Linked DNA regions of Macaca mulatta: region 1 is linked to region 2. A link is a contact called in public Hi-C data. All regions are on one chromosome and are shown on one strand. The core of a region is the stretch at or near the end of the contact, and the rest is flanking DNA. Distances in the headings are between cores, read along the strand shown.

Region 1 (6,771 bases), core at 3,640-6,139, 170 kb after region 2:
AAGCTCCTGTTTTAAGGGTATTCACTCTTGCTAGGCCCACAGCCTGGAATATTCCTCCCCTTTATAGATATCTATAGGACTTTTATTTTAAAGTTTCTGCCCACTTTTTATCTCATCAGAGTGATTTTCTTTGAGCAGTCTATCATAAAGAGTAACTCTCTCCCTTCCTTTTCTTTTTTTGGGCACTTATTACCAACTGACATATGTTTGCTTATTGTCTACCTCTCTCCATTAGAATGTAAATTCCATGACAGCAGGAACAGGGACTTGGTTTTGTTCACTAGTGTATCTCCAGTTGTTGGAATAGTGTCCGGTGCACAGTAAGCACTTAAATATTGTTAGAATTTTACAGTTTTTTGCCAAGCACATGAAGTAAAGCATACTTTAAAAGTCCTCTAGCAATACATTAATACATAAGAAAAAAAAGATGCAAAGCTTTTGGAAAATTATAGAGACTTGTTTTATAATTCTAAACTTAATAAATGTCAAAGGTTATGAATTATTCTTAGAGAATATCCCAACCATCAATTTATATATGCTTTATCTTTTGCAAATCAAGATAAACCATCTCAAGCAAATTCAATATGTTCATTAAACAAAAGAGGGAGAGAATGAGACAATTTTTATGCTTAATTTTCCAAAGAATGGATTAGAATAAGATAGTTTAGGGGAGGAAAAATATTTCCTTAACCCTCATGAGTTCTTAGTTGGAATGAACCTTGTAACAACAGAAAAACAAAGAAGTTTATTAATGCATGCAGTGCACATCACCTTAGAGAAACCTAAATGAGGAGTAACTCAAAACAGTGGCTTACAACTCTGGCTTATGTAAGTATCTTCAACGAAGAACAATAAATTTGTGGAGAGAAGAAAGAACAAAGGAAAGAGTTTTAGACTTCTAAGGGTGAGAAACTGTGGGAATGTAAATCTACAGAAGGAAACTAATACAGTAAGGTTTGTTTGCAGATTTGTCTGGGGCTTTCTGGGCTGGTAAGAGTCTAGAGAGAATTTATGTCCTGCCTTTTAGCTAGAAAAAAGAGGAGAGAGCTTTCCCTCCATTTCCTGCTTCTTAATTGCCTTTGGCTCAAAAATAATTTTTATATAAAAGAGGTATATTTTGGCCGGGCGCAGTGGCTCACGCCTGCAATCCCAGCACTTTGGGAGCTGAGGCGGGTGGATCACGAGGTCAGGGGTTCAAGACCAGCCTGGCCAACATGGTGAAACCTCGTCTCTACTAAAAATACAAAAATTAGCCGGGCGTGGTGGCGGGTGCCTGTAATCTCAGCTACTTGGGAGGCTGAGGCAGGAGAATCACTTGAACCTGGGAGGTGGAGGTTGCAGTGAGCTGAGATTGTGCTATTGCACTCCAGCCTGGGCAACAAGAGCAAAACTCGGTCTCAGAAAGAAAAAAAAAAAAAGGCATATTTTGAGGTGACTTTCTGGTTTCCTTCAATAGTTTACCTTCAAGAAAAAGACTATTAGAGCTAGAAGGGACTTTATTGATATGCTTAGCTAACATGTTTATTTTATAAATGGATAAGTTGAGGCTTTCAAAGGTAAAGTGGCATGCCCAAAGTAACTGAGGCAGCTCAGGAGCCTGAGAGATTTTTTCCCCTCCCTTTTTGACTTTTATTTTAGGGTCGGGGGAATATGCAAATGTGTTACAAGAGTAAATTTTGTGTCACTGGGGTTTGGTATACAAATGATTTCATTATCCAGGTAGCGAGCATAGTATCTGATAGGTAGTTTTACAACCCTCACCCTCCTCCCACCCCAAGATTAGTTTTTACCAAAGATTTAAAAATGCATAGTATTTGACTTTTTCTTTTATTCATTCACCAAAAATTCAGTGAGGCCATTTGGTAGGCACTTTGTTTCCTATGTCAAGTACTCCAGTCGTTTAATGCAGACTAAAATTTTAAAAAAGGATAACAGCATATACGCATTAGAGAGAATTTGAAATTAGGCTTTTCCAGTATCCTGGATTAGGTGGTGACACAGCTGTAATGATTTATTCTAGGTGTGGTTATTTCTTAAAATAAAAAACAATTGTGAAAATATACATAACAAAATTTACCATTCTAACCATTTTTAAGTGTGTAGTTCAGAGGCATTATGTACATTCACATTGTTGTGTAACCATTACTGACATGCATTCCAGAATGCTTTTCATCTTACAAAACTGTAACTCTATACCCATTAAACAATAACTCCCCATTCTCCTCACACTAGGCACTAGCAACCACCATTCTACTTTCGAGCTCTCTGAATTTGACTTCTCTAGGTTAGGTGTGATTGTCTTTAAAGAAGAGGTGGGACACTGGAATCATAGACGCAAATAACTTTAATTAGCATATTTGGATTTTTAAGGAACCCCTTTCCTTTCTGGGATCAAAAGTGGTTACATTTAACAATATTTACATTTTTCACAGGTGATTAGTAAGCTTTTATAAAAAAGTCATTTTATAATCTGAGAAGTTAAGAAATCCCCTGGTTACAGAGTAATAATCTTATACAGTAATTATAATCCTTTTTTATATTTAGGAACAAGGTCCTTTTGTATATACCATGCCATTAAGAAGCACAGAATAGAGAATACTTTTACTCAGAAAATTAAAAAATATCTAATGATACTTTTTTTTTTTAACAATGAGTAAGTTTTCATTTATTTTCATATTTAGGAAAGCAAAACAAAACACAACACCTCTAGAAGATCTATTTTAAAGAAAGAATACTGTTTTGGTACAAAAGCAGCACTATTTTTCTTCTCCCAACACAGAAAGTGATTATGCAGTTTTTTAGAAAAATAATAATGCCTGTATTACAATTCCATTTAGTAAATTGTAGAAAATAATAGTGGTTGTGAAATTATATCTGTAGAAATTTCAAAATAAGAGGAAAGTACATAATGTCCCTCCCCACTGTTCACCTCTCCCTAGGAAACAAAAGAGCTGTATTTAATCCACCAGAGGCAAGGACATATAGAAAAAATAATATCAGAGATAGGAAAAAAGAAAAGCAGATGTCACTAAGTGTTGGTTTTTACCAAATTGGAGTATGTAACAGAATTGTCTGGGAAGTTTATTTTTTATTTTTATTTTTGAGGTAGGGTATCTGTGTGTCGTCCAGGCGGGAGTACCATGTAGTGATCATAGCTCACTGCAGCTTCAAAGTCGTGGACTCAAATAATCCTTAAATCTCATCTTCCCCAGTAGCCGGGACTATAGGTGTGCTCCACCATGCCCGGGTAATTTTTGTTGTTTTTTCTGGAGACAGTCTTGCTTTGTCGCCCAGGCTGGGGCCTGATCAAGGCTCACTGCAACTTCAACCCCATAAGTGATCTTCCTGCCTTAGCCTCTTGAGTAGCTGGGACTGCAGGCATGCTGGCCACCATGCGTGGCTAGTTTTTAAATTTTTTTGTAGAGAGGAGGTCTCACTATATTGCCCAGGCTCATATCAAACTCCTGGGCTCAAGTGATGCGCCCGCCTAGGGTGAGTCATGACATCTGGCCTGTATATTTTTGTGGAGAGGGGGGTCTTGCTTTGTTGCCCAGGATGGTCTTGAATGTCTGGGCTCAAGCTATTCTGCCTCAGCCTCCTAAAGTGCTGGGATTACAGACGTGAGCCACTGTGCCCGGCCCAGCTTGACTTCTGAGTCAGTTAAGTTCTTTGGTTAAAAAAATTAGTTTGTGAGGAAACTGAACATTCAATTATTATTCAGAAAGCAATGTTTTTGTTAAACAGAAATTAACCAAATAAACCAACAAAATGAAATCCTTACAGTGAACCTCAATCCCAGCAAGACTTAAAGTGTATCTGCCTTGCGGTCATTACTGCCATGTAGAACACTTCCCCAAGCCCAACACCCCACAACACCTGTGGCCTCACCTCTACCTGGGGACTGACCATATTATAATTAGGAAGGCTTGACTCATGAAGAAGGGGACTGCTTTAGTGGACGAGTTGGGCCGATCCCTTTATTGACTCCATTAGGATGGGAGATGGGGGTTGGAGGGATAGGGGTGAGAGGTATAAAGGGCCGGCTTGGGAATCAAACCCGATTGATTTCCAGAGTCCCTTTGGGCTTGGATCATGCCAGAAACATTTTCCCTGCTTAGAGCACTGTGCTGAATTTTGTTAAACTTGTGATTAAATCGTCATGAAAGCTTACACGTTCATTTAAAAATTATTCAGATATGCACCATTAGGGATCAGGCTAATAGTACCAGACCTTTAGTTCATTGATGACCGGTCTAGTCCCTTAAGTATCGTGGTAAATGTTAATTGAACAAATTCCAGTGTATAGCCACCCACTTTTTGTCATCTCAGTATTTCAGTTATTGAAAAATTAAGTTCTAGCTTTTACGGAACTTTAAAAATCACGAGTTTTAATTTTAAAAAGAAATTCTCTCTAAGACATTTTTCCTCGTCAGCCTACTTATTTTCAGTGCAAATGCTAAACTAATAGCTAGGCTATTATTAGGTGATTTTGCCATCTTAAAATCTTTTGGTTTCTGAGTTCGAGGAAGGGCGTTTGGGGCAAATATGTAAGAGAGGCTGTCAGGAACGTAATACTGCAAACACTAACGTTTTGTTTTCATAGTTGTTTGGCCACCTCGCGAGATCCAGTGAACCGGAGGAGTTCCTGTTTTCCCCTTTTAATTGTTGTCAATCTAATCTTCAAAGTCAACAAAGCTAAAATCAAGCACCCAGATGGTTCACTTCCCCAGAGGGGATCAGATCATGAAATAAACCCCACGAAAAAAACGCTGGAGGAGACAGCCCACAGAGAAAAGTCCCAGGAAATGATTTCCGGTTGATGGTGGGAGGGGCAGCTGATTTCCGGTCGAAGGGCAGGCGACGGCTCTTGCGCAAGCGCGCTTCGCACATTGCTGGCTTTTTTTTTTTTTCTTTCCCCTCCCCCTCCCTCTCCCAAGCCGGAGGGGTCCTGAGGTGACAGCGCCTGCAACTGAAATTTCAGCAGCGGGAGAAGATGGACAAGAGAAAGCTCGGGCGACGGCCATCTTCATCCGGTGAGAAAGGGTCGGAGGAGGGTTAAGCATATTGTCTCCTACCCGGGGCAGACGGGAGGCGCTGGCGGCAGCTGGGGTTGCGGCCCGAAGCCGCGAGGGCGAGGGCGGGGGCGGGGAGAGGAGGGGGCGCGCACAATGGAAGGCTCCCGGGTCGTCCCCGCCCCTCGAGTCGAAGACCGGGTCCGAGCTGTCATCGAAGCCTCGGGCGCTCTTCACCTCAAAACCCCTTTTATTTTTTCCCTCCTCCCGCGAACACTCTCCTTGCGTCTCATCGGACCATGGATCTTCCCGGTTGGCTTGCCACTCTCTGCCACGCCTTCCTCGTAATTCCACCAATGTTCCAATTTCATTTCGGTGTCTCAGCGCCTGACCCCACTTTCCTCTCTTCCTTTGCTTCTCGACTTTGCGTCCCTTCCCCTCTCCCTCCTCTTTCCCTCAGCAGGTAGCTGCTGCTGGGGAGGAAAGGTGGGGCTTGCGAACGGAGACTCCTTTTCTTTGATACAATGCCTCGCTGGGTCTTGTTCTGCTGAACAGGCCCGCCTAATAGCCTTTTTCTTTTCCAGCCTCCCCTGCGTCTTCCAAAAGTGATTGGAAAATCAAACAAAGGATATGAAGCCGTGCTTTCGTTGTGTTTTTATTTTCAGCATATTTTTGTTTTGGAAATTATTTTGTTTTAAATGACTATCTTCAGTTTTGTGTACAACGTCTTGGAAACAAGAAGGTGGAGTTATAAAGACGTGAGGTAGAGTTCCTCCCAGTCGAGAAGTTTTTGTCAAACATTTCATCCATTAAGGGGTCCTCAAGTCCTTGTGTTAAGTCCTACGGGTGGTAGGAGGAGAGGACGAGGACTCACATGCTTACAGTCCACAAACGAACGCCCAATGAATCAATTTCATTTCATTTTTCTGTTTCTTATGGTACCGTTGATTTCTGCAGAAACATTGTTGACAATTCCAAATTTATTTAGGAGTGCCCTGTGGCAGTGCATCTCAAACTTCTTTCAGCCTTAATTGCAAAGGAGAGTGATTATGGATCTCTGGGGACACTACTTGAAGCAGTTGAAAACCTGAAATCCCTTTTCATATGCAACCAGTGTTAGCGATTTTGGTGTGTATTCTGGAGATAGTAGTTTTCTCCTTTGAAAGCACATGTATAAATGATATATGTGTATATTTATACATACATGTAGGTATATGCCTTCAACTGATGTTTAATAGTCTCCACCCCGCACCAAACCTCTAAGTAAAATGGACACATTAGGAAAATGCACAGCGCTTAGCTGGCGTCATTTGCGTGCTTCCTAACACAGAACTCTAGGTATAATCCTATCTTCCTTTGAGATGCACAGCTTTTTAAAAATAAATGCATTTCATCTAGGTTTAATACATTTTTGGGGAGGGAAGGTAAGATATTTGCCTTGTACTTCAACAAGTCACATTCCCCTTTACCTGATTACACTTAGATTTATTTATTTGTCACAGTAACTTGATGTAAGTAGTTGTGGGAAGTGGATTTTGATAATAAAGCTGTTTATCCTTAAAAGACATTGATATTTATGTTAGTTATATGTCTGGAGAGCGTTTTCTTTTTCTCATGATCTCTCTTTTGGAGCTGTCCTTTCTGAAAAATAAGTATAATAAAATCCATACCCAAATCTAATGTTACCTAGCCGTTCTCCAGTATGCCACTAATTTTAAGATGTGCACAAATTAATTTTTAAGTATGCTTCCGCTTTTCT
Region 2 (7,423 bases), core at 2,331-4,830:
TGCCTGGGCAACATGGTGAAACCCCATCTCCACTAAAAATACAAAAAATTAGCTGGCCATGGTGGCAGACGCCTACAGTCCCAGCTATTCACGGGGCTGAGATGGGATGATCACTTGAGCCCAGGAGGTAGAGACTGCAGTGAACCCTGATCGTGCCACTGCACTTCAGCCTGGAGCCAAAGTGAGACCCTATCTCAAAAAAATAAAAAATAAAAAATAAAATAAATCATATTACAAACACTCTTCTGAACATGTTTAACTTCCCACTACACAGTTGTACCTTAATATCCCTATCAGCATGTTGAACCCAGCCTTTTCAAAATTAACCCTTTCAGGCTGGGTGCAGCGGTTCATGCCTGTAATCCCAGCACTTTGGGAGGCCGAGGCAGGTGGATCACCTGAGGTCAGGAGTTCGAGAGCAGCCTGACCAACATAGAAAAACCCCATCTCTACTAAAAATACAAAATTAGCTGGGCGTGGTGGAGCATGCCTGTAATCCCAGCTACTTGGGAGGCTGAGGCAGGAGAATCACTTGAACCCAGGAGGCAGAAATTGTGGTGAGCCAAGATCATGCCATTGCACTCCAGCCTGGGCAACAAGTCTCAAAAAAAAAAAAAAAAAAAAATTTACCCTTTTCCTGACAAACCTACTTCCTTCCTCTTATCTATCCTCTCTTGACAAATGATACCACCATTCACCAAGTCCCCATTGTCAGTTTTTCCTTACCTCCTATATTACCTATTTCTATGTTAACAAATTACTCCCCAAAATATAGCTTAAAACAACAAACATTTATAATCTAACAGCTTCCATGGGTTAGGAATTCAAGAGTGGTTTAGATGAGTGGAACTTGGAAGAGCAAGGAACAGGTTCTCCCTTAGATCCTTGATCCTGAAGGCACACAGGTACCTTGATTTCAGCCTAGTGATACTAATTTTGAACTTACTGCCTCCAAAACTGTGAGAAAAAATGTACCTGTGTTGTTACCAAGTCCATAGTAATTTGTTACAGCAACTACAGAAAACTAATATAGCAGGGAAATATGTACAAATGGGTGAAGAAACTGTGAAGGGAAGCATACACTGTTCTTAGAGGGACAGAGGCTGAAAAGGGCACCAAGTTTGATTCAGTATTGCTCCATAAATGAATAAAAAGAGAACAGAGTGTAGCTAAACCTTTTGCCTATGATAAAAGAGAAAGCATGGATAAAGTCAGCAATAATTTATGTAGTGTCAGAAGCTCTACTTTATGACACTGTATAATATAAATTCATTTAAGGGTCTCTCTCTGCAAAATTTCTCCCTATTCTAAGAGCATTTTGAGCACAATTTGTTCGTTATGGGAGTGTGTTACAAGGAACCCTGGCATACCAACTCAAGAAGGCCCTCCAGTAAAGAGTAAAATACTGCCAAAATCCCTAAGGCCCAGTTTCCTGCATTTCTTCCACAGAACCAGTCAGGCCAAACGTAATTTCAAAGAACAATAAAACAAAATCTTTCTAAAATATTGTGAAGGGACTATAAATTCTGAGGTTCTGTGGAGCAAAAAGGACTGCATTCCTTCAGATGGATCTTGGTTCCACTGGCTACCTAAACTCAGCTGTGCCTTGGATCTTGTAGAAGCCAGGACTATTTCCGAAAGATGTTTTGTTTGGGGTTTGTTGTTGTTGTTTGTTTGTTTTGAGAAGGAGTCTCGCTCTGTCGCCCTGGCTGGAGTGCAGTGGTGTGATCTCGGCTCACTGCAACCTCCGCTTCCGGGGTTCAAGCGATTCTCCTGACTCACCAAAGTGCTGGGATTACAGGCCTGAGCCGCTGTGCCCGACCTCCCTTTTTTTTTTTTTTTTTTTTTTTTTTTTGAGATAGAGTTTTGCTCTTCTTGCCCAGGCCGGAGTGCAGTGGCGCGATCTTGGCTAAATGCAACCTCAGCCTCCCCGGTTCAAGTGAGTCTCCTGCCTCAACCTCCCAAGGAGCTGGGATTACAGGCACACGCCACCACGCCCGGCTAATTTTTGTATTTTTAGTAGAGACGGGGTTTCACCATTTTGGCCAGGCTGGTCTGGAACTCCTGACCCCAGGTGATCCACTCACCTCGGTCTCCCAAAGCACCGGGATTACAGGCGTGAGTCGCCGCATCTGGCCACCTAACTCATTCTTAACACTGGTTTCAGGCAGGGCGCGCATGGCGGCGGGTGCCTGTAATCCCAGCTACTCGGGAGTCTGAGGCAGGAGAATCGTTTGAACCCGGTGGACGGAGTTTGCAGTGAGCTGAGACCACGCCACTTCACTCCAGCCTGGGTGAAAGAGCGAAACTCCGTCTCAAGAAAAAAAAACAAAAAAGACTGGCTCCAACACATTTGTACAGTTTGCGTAACATTAGTCAGCCAACTTGTTAGACATTTCAAATCTCTTCAACCAGCTATCTTACAAAACCTTTTTAGCGTGACTTGCATACATAGACAGCAGAAATCAATCATTACATTTGTTTCCTAGTCATATACTGCAGCCTCCCACAGAATTCAAGAATTGCCTCTGGCCATTCCTTGTCATACGATGAAATATGTAACAGATTGAGCCCTTGGCCTCCAAGCGGGGCTCCACCGACCCCCTCAGCTTCACTAGACACCAGCTCCGAATTGTAGTTCTTAGGCGGGTACTTAATAGGAATTCTGGAAACTGAATGAGCTCATGTTTGCAAAGCCTTTGGCGTAATTCCCGGCACAGAGAAAGCGCTCAATGAATGTTAATTATAATTAATGCAAAGCGCCAACGTGCACTGTTTGATTCGCACAGCCTGGGAAACAGTTCGGTTGTCATTACTTTCTTATGGTTAAATTATTCAAATGGTTAAACTATTAATTTGTTTGGTTGAGGAAATGGGCCAACAGGGAAGGCAAAACGTGACTTGTTTTACCTGCGGGGCATTCGTCTTTGGATCTCTTTATGATAAGATACAGGACACCTTTCTCTTCAGTTCACATTCCCTGCAGCCGTAAGATGGCTCTAGAATACTCGGCAGTAAGACAGAATGGGCCGGGCGCGGTGGCTCACGCCTGTAATCCCAGCACTTTGGGAAGCCGAGGAGGGGGGATCACCTGAGGTCAGGAGTTCGAGACCAGCCTGACCAACATGGAGAAACCACGTCTCTACTAAAAATACAAAATTAGCCGGGCGTGGTGGCACATGCCAATCCCAGCTACTAGGGAGGCTGGGGCAGGAGAATCGCTTGAACCTGGGAGGCGGAGGTTGCGGTGAGCCGAGATCGCGCCATTGCACTCCAGCCTGGACAATAAGAGCGAAACTCCGTCTCAAAAAAAAAAACAAAAAAACGGAGAGATAGAATGACTCAGATACCAACTGTCTGACTGCCCTTTTTGGCAGGCCCTCTGAGCCCGAGAATCCTCCAGCAGCCTCTGGAAGAATTCCGCCAGAGGAAGTCAGTTGTCACGGAAAACGAGATCTTCCGCCTCGCGATGATACGTCATCAAGGAGCGCCCGGAATATCGAAGGATTTTGGGGGAGGAGATTTCCGGCCCCCAGCCCCTCCACGACCTTATAAGGTCTCTTCCCATGATTCTCTCTTTCTCTTCGCCATCTCTTCTTTTCCCGTGAATCCGTCGCCATGAAGTAAGCACGACCCGTGGTTCCCAATCCGCTTACATCCTCGGGCAGAACGCCTCTCTGTCGTCCCTGGCATGGCTGTAGACACCCTCCCTGATGGACTTTCACTTTTTGTTGCAGGGTGGAGCTGTGCAGTTTTAGCGGGTACAAGATCTACCCCGGACACGGGAGGCGCTACGCCAGGACCGACGGGAAGGTAAAAAGCCGCGTCGGCTTAACCTAGCTTCTTGTACTCCGAGGAGGAAAGGCTGGTCTAATTCGGTTTAGACGGGTTCATTCCCCACATCACCATTGACCTCTGGAACGCTTCGTGGACGCCCTGTGGACTGGTCGTTAGGACCAGACACCTCTAAGTGAACCAGCGTTGATTACTTACTGTGAGCCAGGTCGGACGTCAGGAGGGGTTTATGTAACTGATGTCCCTGTGTAAGGGAAATAACTGAGGTACCGAGATAATTGGTAGTTTCCCCTTGGAATCCCGGGATGGACAAGAGCAGAATGCTTCCCAGAAGGATGCACCACCCTGTCGTTTGCTATGAGTTTAGATTTCCTGCTCTCGAGAAAAGATTAAACGCAAGGACCTTCATAGTGTCGCGCAGTTACCTGCCAGTTACGTGACAGCCTTTTGGTTCTTGTGGGCTTCAGTTTTGTAAAATAAGCCAGAACTAGCATGTTGATCTTCTAAGGATTCCAAGCTCATTCAGCCTCTTGTATTTTGTATAAATAGGTAATTCCTTTGAATTTGTCACTCCAGGTTTTCCAGTTTCTTAATGCAAAATGCGAGTCGGCGTTCCTTTCCAAGAGGAATCCTCGGCAGATAAACTGGACTGTCCTCTACAGAAGGAAGCACAAAAAGGGTCAGTCGGTAAGTGGAATACGCCTTGATATTGGGAGCTATCTCTTAAGTTGTCTGAGTTCTCTGAACGTTGGTTTTCTGCTCTGTAAAGTTAAATCAGACTGTATGCGAAAGAGTTCTTAAACTGTAAAGCATCAGCGAAATGCAAAAGATATTATAAACTGTCTCTATACATCTTAGGCTAGCAGCAACACCAAGTTGAAATTTTAAAGTCAGATAAATTACGTTAAGCACATTTGGGTTATAGGGCAGGGTGGAAAGGCTTAGTTTTCCAGTGGGAGGAAATTGAGAACTTAACATAATTTGGTGTTGATTGGAGTATTTACAGGATTAGTCCTAACGTAGCCAGTCCACCATACTGGTTCATTCTCAAGACAGTGGTTTTTCTGGTCCTTGTTAAGTGTCCTTTTAGCTGGGTTATACATGAGAACAAGTTTGAGTGCCATGGTGGGACTAGTATTCAGTAGGCTTGGGAATACTTAGCACCTTCTGTATGAAGGACTTTTCTAGGTATTGTGAGAAATAAATGCCATCAGACATAAAATATGTTGAAAGTTCAGAGGAAGGAGAAACTTAAAAGTGGATATGACACACCTGTTAGGGTGACTATTAAGAAAAAACAAAACAGGAATTACAGGTGTTGATGAGGATGGGGAGAAATTGGAACCTTTGTGCATTGCTAAATATGTGGCAGCTGTGAAAAACCGTTTGGTGCTTTATCAAAAGGGTAAACATAATTATCCCAGCAGTTCCACTTGTAAGTTATACCCCAAAACAGTTGAAAGCGGGGACTCATAACTTGTACATCATTGTCATAGCAAATCCGGGGTTGGTGGCAGCGGCTGTACTCTAGCTGCTCCCGAGGCCAAGGTGGGAGGATTGTTTGAGGCAACATAGGAGACCTTTTTAAAAAAAAAAAAAAAGTTATTTAGATGGATAATGGTGATAGCTACACAGCGCTATGAATGTACCTAAGGCCACTATACTTTTTTATTGAGACGGGTTCTCTGTTGCCCAGGCTGGAGAGCAGTGGCAGGATCACAGCTCACTCTACCTCAACCTGGGCTTAAGTGATCCTCCCACCTCAGCCTACCCAGTGGTCCACAGGCACATGCCACCATGGCCCAGCTATTCTTTAAATATATTTTGAGGAGACAGAAATCTTTGCGATGTTGCCCAGTTTTGTCTCAAATTCTTGGGCTCAAGTAATCCTCCTGCCTTGGCCGCCAAAAGTACTGGCATTACAGGTGCGAGCCATCCTGCACGGCTAAATTATACCTTAAGTTAAAATGAAGCCGGGCATGGTGGCTGACATGCCTGTAATCCCAGCACTTTGGGAGGCCGAGACAGGCGGATCACGAGGTCAGGAGTTCAAGACCAGCCTGGCCCACAGAGTGAAACCCCATCTCTACTAAAAATAGCAAAAAAAATTAACCGGGTGTGGTGGCAGGCACCTGTAGTCCCAGCTACTTGGGAGGCTGAGGCAGGAGAATAGTTTGAACCCAGGAGGCAGAGGTTGCAGTGAGCTGGGATTGCGCCACTGCACTCCAGCCTGGATGATGAAGTGAGGCTCTGTCTCAAAAAAAGAAAAAAAAGTTAAAATGGGCCTAATGCAGTGCCTCACGCCTGTAATTCCAGCACTTTGGGAGGCCCAGGCAAGAGGATCCCTTGAGCTTGAGCCCAGGAGTTTGAAACCAACCTGGGCAATGTAGTAGCGAAGACCCAGTTTCTATTTAAAAAAATAGAAAACAGGCCGGGGATGATGGCTCATGCCTGTAATTCTAGCACTTGGGGAGGCCGAGGCGGACGGATTGCCTGAGCTCAGGAGGTCGAGACCAGCCTAGGCAACATGGTGAAACCTGGTTTCTACTAAAAATACAAAAATTAGCCAGGTGTGGTGGCAGGTGCCTGTGATCCCAGCTACTTGGGAGGCTGAGGCAGAATTGCTTGAACCCCGGAGGTGGAGGCTGCAGTGAGCCAAGATCATGCCACTGCACTTCAGCCTGGGCAACAGAGCAAGGCTTGGTCTTTTTTTTTTTTTTTTTTAAAAAAAAAAAAAAAAAGGTTAAAATTGTCAACTTTACATTTTTACCACAATAAGAAAAATGTTTGTGTTGGTTTGAGACAAAAATATTAAGCAGGTAAATACTGCCATTTACTGTAGAAAAATTGCCATTTTACTGTAGAAACAAGATTTCATCTTTCTAAAAAGTTTAAAATTGGGATGTCTATAAACCAATGTGCTTTATTTTTGTTAAAAGTTTTTAAGGTACTTTTGCATTTCTGTGCCTTAATAAACAACTTTTCAGATATACTTTGTTCTTGGACTTAAAGGTGCACTGCAAGATCTTTTTCTCATAAATACTGTAGTACAGGTTTCCAATATAGAATGTACAGGAAATGTTAGATTCCACAATGCCTTCTTAGACATATCCTACCTAACATTTGGTGGCTCTCCTGTCAAATCATTGTCTAACTTGAGTATTTCTCCTAGTGACGGTCCTTTGAGATAAAACAGTTGAATTTGATAATTTTTTTCAATAAGTAAATTATTAAAAGTAGAAATAGTCTTCATTTATACTATGCAGTTCATGGAATAACCATTTTCCTTAGAGTTCAATTTTTTGTGTGTCTCTTTAAGGTAAAAAATGGCTAGGATTTGTAATAGCTTAATCCATAAGTGGAAAACATGTTTTATTTTCAAATAATTATATGAATTATTTTTTGTTGAATATGAATATTAAAAGACTTCATTTGCCGTGTCTTAAAAGACTTAATTTTTCCTCCCTCTAAATTCTTGAAGGAAGGTTCCTAAGTGTGCCCCTCATCTTTGTTTTACAGGAAGAAATTCAAAAGAAAAGAACCCGCCGAGCAGTCAAATTCCAGAGGGCCATTACTGGTGCATCTCTTGCTGATATAATGGCCAAGAGGAATCAGAAACCTGAAGTTA

Evidence for each region. Hi-C and Micro-C count contacts between places; a contact is called where the count stands out from the background.
Region 1: a Hi-C map of fetal cortical plate shows a contact between it and region 2, with 1.9 times the contacts expected there. The contact joins the promoter of LOC701808 here to the promoter of RPL24 in region 2. A contact is called at or near these places in 2 of 14 Hi-C or Micro-C datasets (fetal cortex germinal zone and fetal cortical plate).

What each region holds. Positions count from the first base shown.
Region 1 is chr2:182,069,630-182,076,400 of T2T-MMU8v2.0, forward strand. It overlaps LOC701808 (putative protein ARB2BP), which reads right to left and starts at 4,890. Exons shown (of 2, transcript XM_015129067.3): 1 at 4,788-4,890. The coding sequence starts at 4,890. It overlaps SENP7 (SUMO specific peptidase 7), which reads left to right and starts at 4,928. Exons shown (of 22, transcript XM_077993995.1): 1 at 4,928-5,033. The coding sequence starts at 4,994.
Region 2 is chr2:181,905,320-181,912,742 of T2T-MMU8v2.0, forward strand. RPL24 (ribosomal protein L24) reads left to right here and starts at 3,581. Exons shown (of 6, transcript NM_001265968.1): 1 at 3,581-3,623; 2 at 3,738-3,813; 3 at 4,372-4,482; 4 at 7,315-7,423. The coding sequence starts at 3,619. It overlaps LOC114676448 (a long non-coding RNA gene), which reads right to left and starts at 3,143. Exons shown (of 3, transcript XR_003727505.2): 1 at 2,911-3,143.